Linked DNA regions of Mus musculus: region 2 is linked to region 1. A link is a contact called in public Hi-C data. All regions are on one chromosome and are shown on one strand. Each heading gives the region's core, a stretch centred on a gene start, on an enhancer-like site or on the middle of the called end of the contact. The rest is flanking DNA. Distances are from core to core; before and after follow the strand shown. Region 1 has its middle 15 kb from the start of Rbx1. Region 2 overlaps Ep300 (E1A binding protein p300).

Region 1 (3,851 bases), core at 932-3,431:
GTGATGCACATATATACCACAAGCCAAACATAATAATGATGGTGATGATGATAAACAACATTCAACTCAACAAAACTAAAAAAAAAGAAAAGAAAAGAAAAGAAAAAGAAAGAAAGAAAAAAAAAGAGAAAGAAAAAAAAGTGAGCTGATTATAATCTCAGCACTCTGGAGCCAGAGGCAGGAGGCGCAGAAGTTGAAGATTTCATTTGCAAAAAGTTTGATGAAAATATGAAAATTATACTATATGAGATTTGTCCTAAAAAAAATGAAAGAAAGAAAAAGGAAGGGAGGGAGGGGAAAAAATCAAAATTGCAAGATGGCTGAGCTTACGGTAAGGACCCCTCCCAGCACCACCCTAGACAACCTGAGCTGGGTGTTCATACGGATCTGCTAGTTGTCCTTTGACCTCCTCAGGTGTGTCGTAGGCACAGTGCTCCCCCTCAATAAAACGGCAATTTAGAAAAACTAAAACAATTTTTAATTAAGATAAAAAAAATAATAAACCTAAGTATCGATGAGGGACTGAGATCAAGCGACCTCCCTAGGGTCACACAATCCTCCACGGTAGGCCTGGACTTTAGACCGAGTTTTATCTACTTCCAAGATGGCTCATTTTCGCCAGCTGTGGTAGCAAGAGCGAATCCCAGAGGACGGCTGCGGTCAAGCCCTCTACAAACAGTTACAAGCTACACAAAGGTCAGGCCTCCTTATTAATCAAGAGCTTGGCCAAGCCTCCAACCACCCCAGTTTAACGAAGCGCCTTATTATTGTTGACTTGGACACTCAACTCTGACCTTCCCTATATTAAGAACCAGAGCTCTGAAAAACAAAGCAGAGATAGAACAAGCTGAAAACAAACGGGTAGGCGGTCATGGTCCTCACGGCTTCGCTCGACAGCTTCTCCCCTAAGGAAACGGAAAGGGAATGTCTGGCTACAGCCGAACTGAAGTCTAATCTGGATTGTAGATGATGTCGCTTCAAGAGGTAAAGCGCGAGGTGAGGAGGAATCAGAACACCAAAGACGTGGGGAGGGGAGGGGCTTGGTGTCAGTGGTGGGACTGCACCTGAGCCTATCAGCTTTGGAGTCAGGCAGACACTGGCTCAAACACTGCATACACCTGTAACCACAGCCATTGGGAGGTGGGGGCAGGAGGATTGCAGTTCAAGTTCACCCTCAGCTGCATAGTAATTTGAGACTAAATTGAGCTACATCAGACCAGACTCTGAAAACATTAAAAAAATGGGAGAAAACAACACTGGATGGAGTTGCCTAAAAGCAGTGGCTGCTGCCAGACTGCGGCGGCAGATGCCTTTAATCCCAGCACTCCAGAGGCAGAGGCAGGAGAGGCCAGCCTGGTCTGCAGATCAAGTTCTCGGACAGTCAGGGCTACACAGAAACCCTGTCTTGGGAAAAACAATAACAACAAAAGCAATGGCTATTCTTGCCAAAACCTAGGTTTGATTCCTAGCACATGCGCAGTGTGGCTCATAAGCTGCCTGCCTGCAACCCCAGTTCTAGGGAAACACTTAAGTTTCAGGCAGGAGATTTTCTTTCTTCCTTTCTTTCTTTCTTTCTTTCTTTCTTTTTTTCTTTTTTTTTTTTTTTTTTTTTTTTTTTTTTGGTATTTTCGAGACAGGGTTTCTCTGTGTAGCCCTGGCTGTCCTGGAACTCACTACATAAACCAGGCTGGCTTTGAACTAGAGATCAGCCTGCCTGTGCCTCCAGATCTTTGTTTTTTATTTTAAAAATTACATATATGTATTATGCGTATGCCTGTGTGCGTGTGTCCTTGTGCAAATGCCATGGTGTACATGCAGATGACAGAGGACAACATAGAGGACTGAATTCTCTTCCTCTGCTATATCTGGTCCGATGGATGGAACTCAGGTCTCCATCCCTAGTTCCAGGTCACAGAGAAAGTGTCCTTCGTTCCACCTTAAAAGTCTGGACAGGCGAACTTTACACTTGATCAAGAGTGCGTTATCAAGAGGTAGAAGAGAAAAAACAAGGCATCAAGAAAAGGACACCTGTGTGTGGGAACAGGACCAAAGAGGTGTGAGAGGTCATGGAGTCACGTGAGGAATCCTGGGAATCAGAATCCGGAGACAGCATCAGAGTGCAGTGTTTATTGCTTGCACAGCGCCTACGCTTATGTAAGTGTTCAAGCCAATCCCAAGCCCTAAATCCAGGGCCAATAGCATCTCTCGCCACACCATCACCAAGCCCCAATGAAAGCCCTGCCCTATAAAGTTACTCAGAAAAGCAGAAGGGGGAGGGGCGAGGCATGGTCACCTGTTAGGACTTCAGGGAAGATGTGGCAGCAGCGGCTCCCCTGGCCTTGGTTTCTTTTTGCTATCTCACGTGTGTTCCGGGAGCCATCTAAGATCGAATGCCGTGCACTGGTCGCGGAAGCCTGTAGCGCCTCGCTCAACATCCCACGTTTTTCTTCATAAGGTTGCTTTCCATATCCTCCACACCTGTGTCTCTTCCCAATTGGATAATCTGTAAAGAACTGGCACACAGGAAGTGGGAAGGGGCAACCGTTCTGGACATCCAATTCCTAGAATAAACCAATAAGTCTTTTGTCGGCTTTATTGGACCGGGAAGATTAAAACAATTTCAGTTACATACAAGTCTTACAAAGTAGAAGAGATAAAAAAATATTAATCCCTTGCCCTAAACATGAACTTTATAGGTTTTGAGTTTTAGAGGATTTAGTTTGTTTAGTTAGTTTTGGTTTCTGTTTTTTTGTTTTGTTTTGTTTTGTTTCTTCTTTCCAGACTAGGTTTCTCTGTGTAGTCCTAGCTTTCCTGGAACTCCTTCTGTGGATCACACTGGCTTCAAACTCACAGAGATACACCCTGCCTCTGCCTCTGCCTTCTGGTATTCAAGGCAAGTGCCAGCACTGCCCGGCTGAATTTTATAGCATTTGATAGGAAAGACTCATACTTGGTATTTCTTACAATGGCAAGCGCCTTTACCACAGAGCCAGCTCACTAGCCCCGACTCATACTTTTTTTATTTTTTCCAATTCTGTTTTCTCCAGTGCAGAAATATTTTTATCAATTAATTATTTTTAATTTAATTAATAATATATTTTTATCAATTCACACTACTTTGTTCATTGCTCTGGGTTTTTTGTTTGTTTTTTCTCTGCACAATGAGACCGATGGGGTCTCACTATCTGGAGGCAGGCTTTGCATGAACTCTGAGCAGCCAGACCACAGGCACTCACCAAGCACCTTGCCAAGATGAGCTGGCCTAGAATTCAAGGGCAGTTTCTCGGTCTGAGAATCAAAAAATAAGTTCCCCAACTAGGTGTAGCATGATAAACCTGTAAACCTAGCATGTAAAAGGTAGGATCAGGGGTCAGGAGTTCAAGGTCATCCTGGGTTACTAGAGACCTTGTCTCAGGAAGAAAAATAATGTTCCATGACCTGGGACACTGCGCCTGATGTAGCATGCTCTCTGGTGCCTTCCCTAGTTCTCTAGTGACAGGTCCATATGGCCCCTGCTCCTCATTTCTGGAAACCCTTTTTATTTGATCCCATTTCACATCTTCAGAAATTTCTTTTCTTTTCTTTTCTTTTTTGTTTTTTTTGTTTGTTTGTTTTTTTGTTTTTGTTTTGTTTTTGAGACAGCAGGATTTTTTTTCTTGACTGTTACTCTCCCTCAAGCTCAATTCAGGTCCAGCCTCTCCCACTGACCACAGTGTTCAACCAAATAAATGATAATATGCACCCAGTTCCTGGTTTCCAAAACCCATCAGGGTAAGGTGTCAGGCGTTGCTGGGCGATGATGGGGTGTATACCTTTAATCCTACCATTCAAGAGGCAGAGGCAGAGGCAGG
Region 2 (3,851 bases), core at 459-2,958, 130 kb after region 1:
TGTGCCTTGGAATGGAATTTCACTTTGTAAAATTTCCACATGGCATTTTATTTGCTGTGCTAACTGATGAGTTGGAAGACTAATTCACAGAGTAAATGTGAGCTACAGTGAGTCCTTCAGCAGGCTCGCTGTAAGCCTTGTTACTGAAGAATAGGAAGAAGAACCTTTCTGCGCTTGCAGGAGATTCTTACTGCAAAGGCTTCTCTCAAGGACTGTGAATACTAGTTTTATTTCTATTAGTGTAACAGTAATTTTTTCAATTAACAAAATGATTTTTTGTTTTTCTCTTTTGGGATGAACCAACTGCATGAGTGGCTACGGTTAAGCTTCATTAAGTAGCATCTGTAATGGACAGTTTTCATGTTTAAAATTTCCAGTAAGGTGGCTCTCAGTAAGTTTAGGCCAGCCATATCTACATAGCCAGTTCCAGGCCATTCCAGACCTGAGATAAGACCTTAAAAGAAACCAAAGAAAGAGGACATGCTAGGCATGGTGGAGCACAACTTTAATCTGTGGAGATGGAGACTCACACCTGTGGAGGTGTATCTGATTTGGGTTCAAACAATTTCTACTTAGGAATTAAATGGTTTGTTTTTACTTTTGAGATTTGTCCTAGAACAATTTTATTTTATTTACTTTTACAAGTTTTGGTATTTTGTGTGGTATTGATTGTTTGTATTTAAAAAACCATACGAAGTAAAAAACCAAATAACAAAAATATGTCCTCACTGTCCTAAGGAATAACTTCTACTGGGAAGAGTTAATTTTTTTTTTTAAGAGGTGTAAAAACTATATTTGCTACACATGGTAGCACGTTTTCAATTCCAATACTTGTTTTTTGTTTAACATTTTTTTAAAGATTTCTTCTTGTGTTTTATGTGCACGTGTGCATGCATATAGGCTAGTGCGCCAATATAGGCTAGATGAGCATCTTGGGTTCTCTAGAGCTGGAGTTACAGGAGTCTGAGTTCTGCATATGTATACTGTGAACTAAATGCAAGTACTTTCAACAACTGTGACCTCTCTCCAGTCCCTATGTGTTTTTTGAGGCAGGATCTGGTAACAGGCTGGCTTCAGACTTGCTCTATAGAAGATTGACTTGAGTTCTGGGTCTTACTGTTCCCTTACTGAGCCTCTAATACTGAGAATGTGGAAATTACCTGTTCTTCCTTTCCGTTTAGTTCTCTGTGTCTAATAAATATGTACCATTTTTTATTTATATGAATACATTGTAGTTGTCTTCAGACACAACAGAAGAGGGCATCAGATCTCATTACAGATGGTTGTGAGCCACCATGTGGTTGCTGGGAATTGAACTCGGACCTCTGGAAGAACAGTCAGTGCTCTTAACCACCGAGCCATCTCTCCAGCCCCATAATTTATTTTCTTATTCCATTAATCTTTCTGATTAAGAGCTATTTATCGTGTATACATTGAATTCTTTCCATCCAAAATTAAAGAATGAATTCTGACATACAGTAGGTCACCACCAAGGATTTAATTTGAAAATACCTAGTCCTTGTTAAAAGATGGCACACTTGTAACACTGTTAAATATATCTTTGCTACATTTGTTAGGGCCAGCAGCCTACCCCATCGGTCCAGCAGCCAGGCCTGGTGACTCCAGTTGCCGCAGGAATGGGTTCTGGAGCACACACAGCTGATCCAGAGAAGCGCAAGCTCATCCAGCAGCAGCTTGTTCTCCTTTTACATGCTCACAAGTGCCAGCGCCGGGAGCAAGCTAATGGGGAAGTGAGGCAGTGCAACCTTCCTCACTGTCGTACCATGAAAAATGTCCTAAACCATATGACACATTGCCAGTCAGGCAAATCCTGCCAAGGTGAGTAACTTTGAGGATGATATTTTTATTTGGTACTTTGATTATGTTGATGACATTTTAGACATAGACATGTTCTGACATTAAATTTTGCCTTTCCCCCTTTATAAGTAAAGCAACTTTGTACACCAGGTGAGTTCCTGACCAATAAAATACAACTTCTTGGGTGTATGCTTGCTTGTTTGTATTGTTCCTGAAATTGAACCCTGAGCCTTGTACTTGGTAGAGGAGCACTCTATTGCTGAGCCATTCTTCTACCCCTAAATTTGCCAGAGGCTACTGATTAGGCTAGTCTAGCTGTCAGGTAGTTTGTTCTGAGAGTTTAGCATCACCAGTTCCCAAGCATTGGGGTTAACATGATATATTTAAGGTACTAGGGTCTGAACTCTGGTTCTCAAGCTTGCATTGCAAGCTCTTGACTGACTGAGCTGTCTTTAAAACTTTTACACTACCTGTTTATACATGATAAATATTATCAGAAAGATTTATGCAATAAGAAAATAAATTATGGGTCTGGAGAGATGGCTCAGTGGTAAGTAAGTAGTAGTACATGGTTAGAAAGGAAGTTGTAATAGTTTGTGATATTTATTCTGTTTTGTTCCAGTTTAGCCATGTGGGCAATTACTCAACACAATAGAGTTTTGCCCAACTGAATACTTCTATGTCTAGTGTCACTGTTTTATAGGCATGTATTCTGCACTACAGTTTAGAATATCTTTATATTTGGAGCACTTGTTAAGTTGTATGTCATTCCTGTAAATAAAAAGAATTAACAATTTTTTCTTGTTTGTTTTAGTGGCACATTGTGCATCTTCTCGACAAATCATTTCACACTGGAAAAATTGCACAAGGCATGATTGTCCTGTGTGTCTTCCTCTCAAAAATGCTGGGGATAAGCGAAATCAACAGTGTAAGTGATTAAATCTTGCTGATTTTTACCAAGTTTTTTGAGCAGCATACTAGTGCCCTTTGACAGAGTGTAGACTACTGCTTGACTGTTTGAGACTCTGGTCCTGCCATGCCATTCTGGATGAAAGATTTTCTATTTCTCTCTTAATTAGTAAAACAAAAAAGAAGTATGTCTTATTCTTGGAATGGAGTTAAGAGCATCAACTGCTCTTTCAGACGTCCTTAGTTCAATTCCCAGCAACCACATCATATCTGTAATGGGATCAGATACCCTCTTGTGCTGTGTATGAAGACATCGACAATGTAATCACATATGTAAAATAAGTAAATCTAAAAAAAGAAAATGGAAATAAGATTTTCGTATTCTTAAAACCATCAATAGATGACAAATTTTAAAAAAATTTTTTTTGCCTTTAGAGATAGCCTTGCTATGTAGCCCAGGCTGGCACTGAACTTGCTATCTCTGTCTCAGCTATCTGAATGCTGGGATTGTAATTGTGTACTGTCGTGTATTCTTTAAAATTTTCAAAACTGAAGCATTGAAGCAAGTTTTTTCTTTTTATTTATTTATTTATTTCAAATATATGAGTATACTGTAGCTGTATAGATGGTTGTGAGCCTTCATATGGAATTGAATTTTTAGGACCTTTGCTTGCTCTGGTCAATACTGCTCGCCCCCAGTTGCTCCGGCCCAAAGATTTATTTATTATTTTTATTTATTACTATACATAAGTACACTCTAGCTGTCTTCAGACGCACCAGAAGAGGGTGTCAGGTCTCATTACAGGTGGTTCACAGTGTGGTTGTTAGGATTTGAACTCAAGACATTCCAAAGAACAGTCATTGAGTGTTCTTACCCACTGAGCCATCTCACCAGCCTGGCATTGTTGTTTTGGCATTGAGTGGGTAGATCAAATGAGAAATGTTGGATTGGGGTTAGCGGGGGTTTCTTTTTTTGATTGTCTTCAAAATATTCTCTGTGTGACAGCCTTGTCTGTTCTGAAACTTGTTTTGTAGCTCTCCTGGCCTTGAACTGACAGACATCTTCTACCTCTGCATTCCAAGTGCTGAGACTATTGACTTGTGCCACTGTCACCTAGCCTTTT

Evidence for each region. Hi-C and Micro-C count contacts between places; a contact is called where the count stands out from the background.
Region 2: a contact with region 1 is called in a Hi-C map of bone marrow-derived macrophages, with 47 read pairs. The contact joins two enhancer-like sites. A contact is called at or near these places in 1 of 39 promoter capture datasets (embryonic stem cells), 8 of 15 datasets of contacts at CTCF or cohesin (CD8 T cells, the NIH/3T3 cell line, embryonic stem cells and 3 more), 108 of 484 Hi-C or Micro-C datasets (the 63-12 cell line, the AML12 cell line, B cells and 53 more), 27 of 115 datasets of contacts at active chromatin or transcription factors (the 230-238 cell line, CD8 T cells, the HPC-7 cell line and 15 more) and 4 of 9 other capture datasets (adipose tissue, embryonic stem cells, liver and 1 more).

What each region holds. Positions count from the first base shown.
Region 1 is chr15:81,478,965-81,482,815 of GRCm38.p6, forward strand. No RefSeq gene overlaps it. Among named protein-coding and RNA genes, the nearest start is that of Rbx1, 15 kb to the left of the region's middle. Within about 2 kb of position 2,182, at least 98 of the 459 cell types and tissues checked have an H3K27ac peak or open chromatin away from gene starts, as enhancers often do. A contact at or near this core is called in bone marrow-derived macrophages, where this site is marked.
Region 2 is chr15:81,608,778-81,612,628 of GRCm38.p6, forward strand. Ep300 (E1A binding protein p300) reads left to right here. Exons shown (of 31, transcript NM_177821.6): 4 at 1,578-1,839; 5 at 2,633-2,746. Among named protein-coding and RNA genes, the nearest start is that of Gm22067, 19 kb to the left of the region's middle. Within about 2 kb of position 1,709, at least 3 of the 459 cell types and tissues checked have an H3K27ac peak or open chromatin away from gene starts, as enhancers often do. A contact at or near this core is called in bone marrow-derived macrophages, where this site is marked.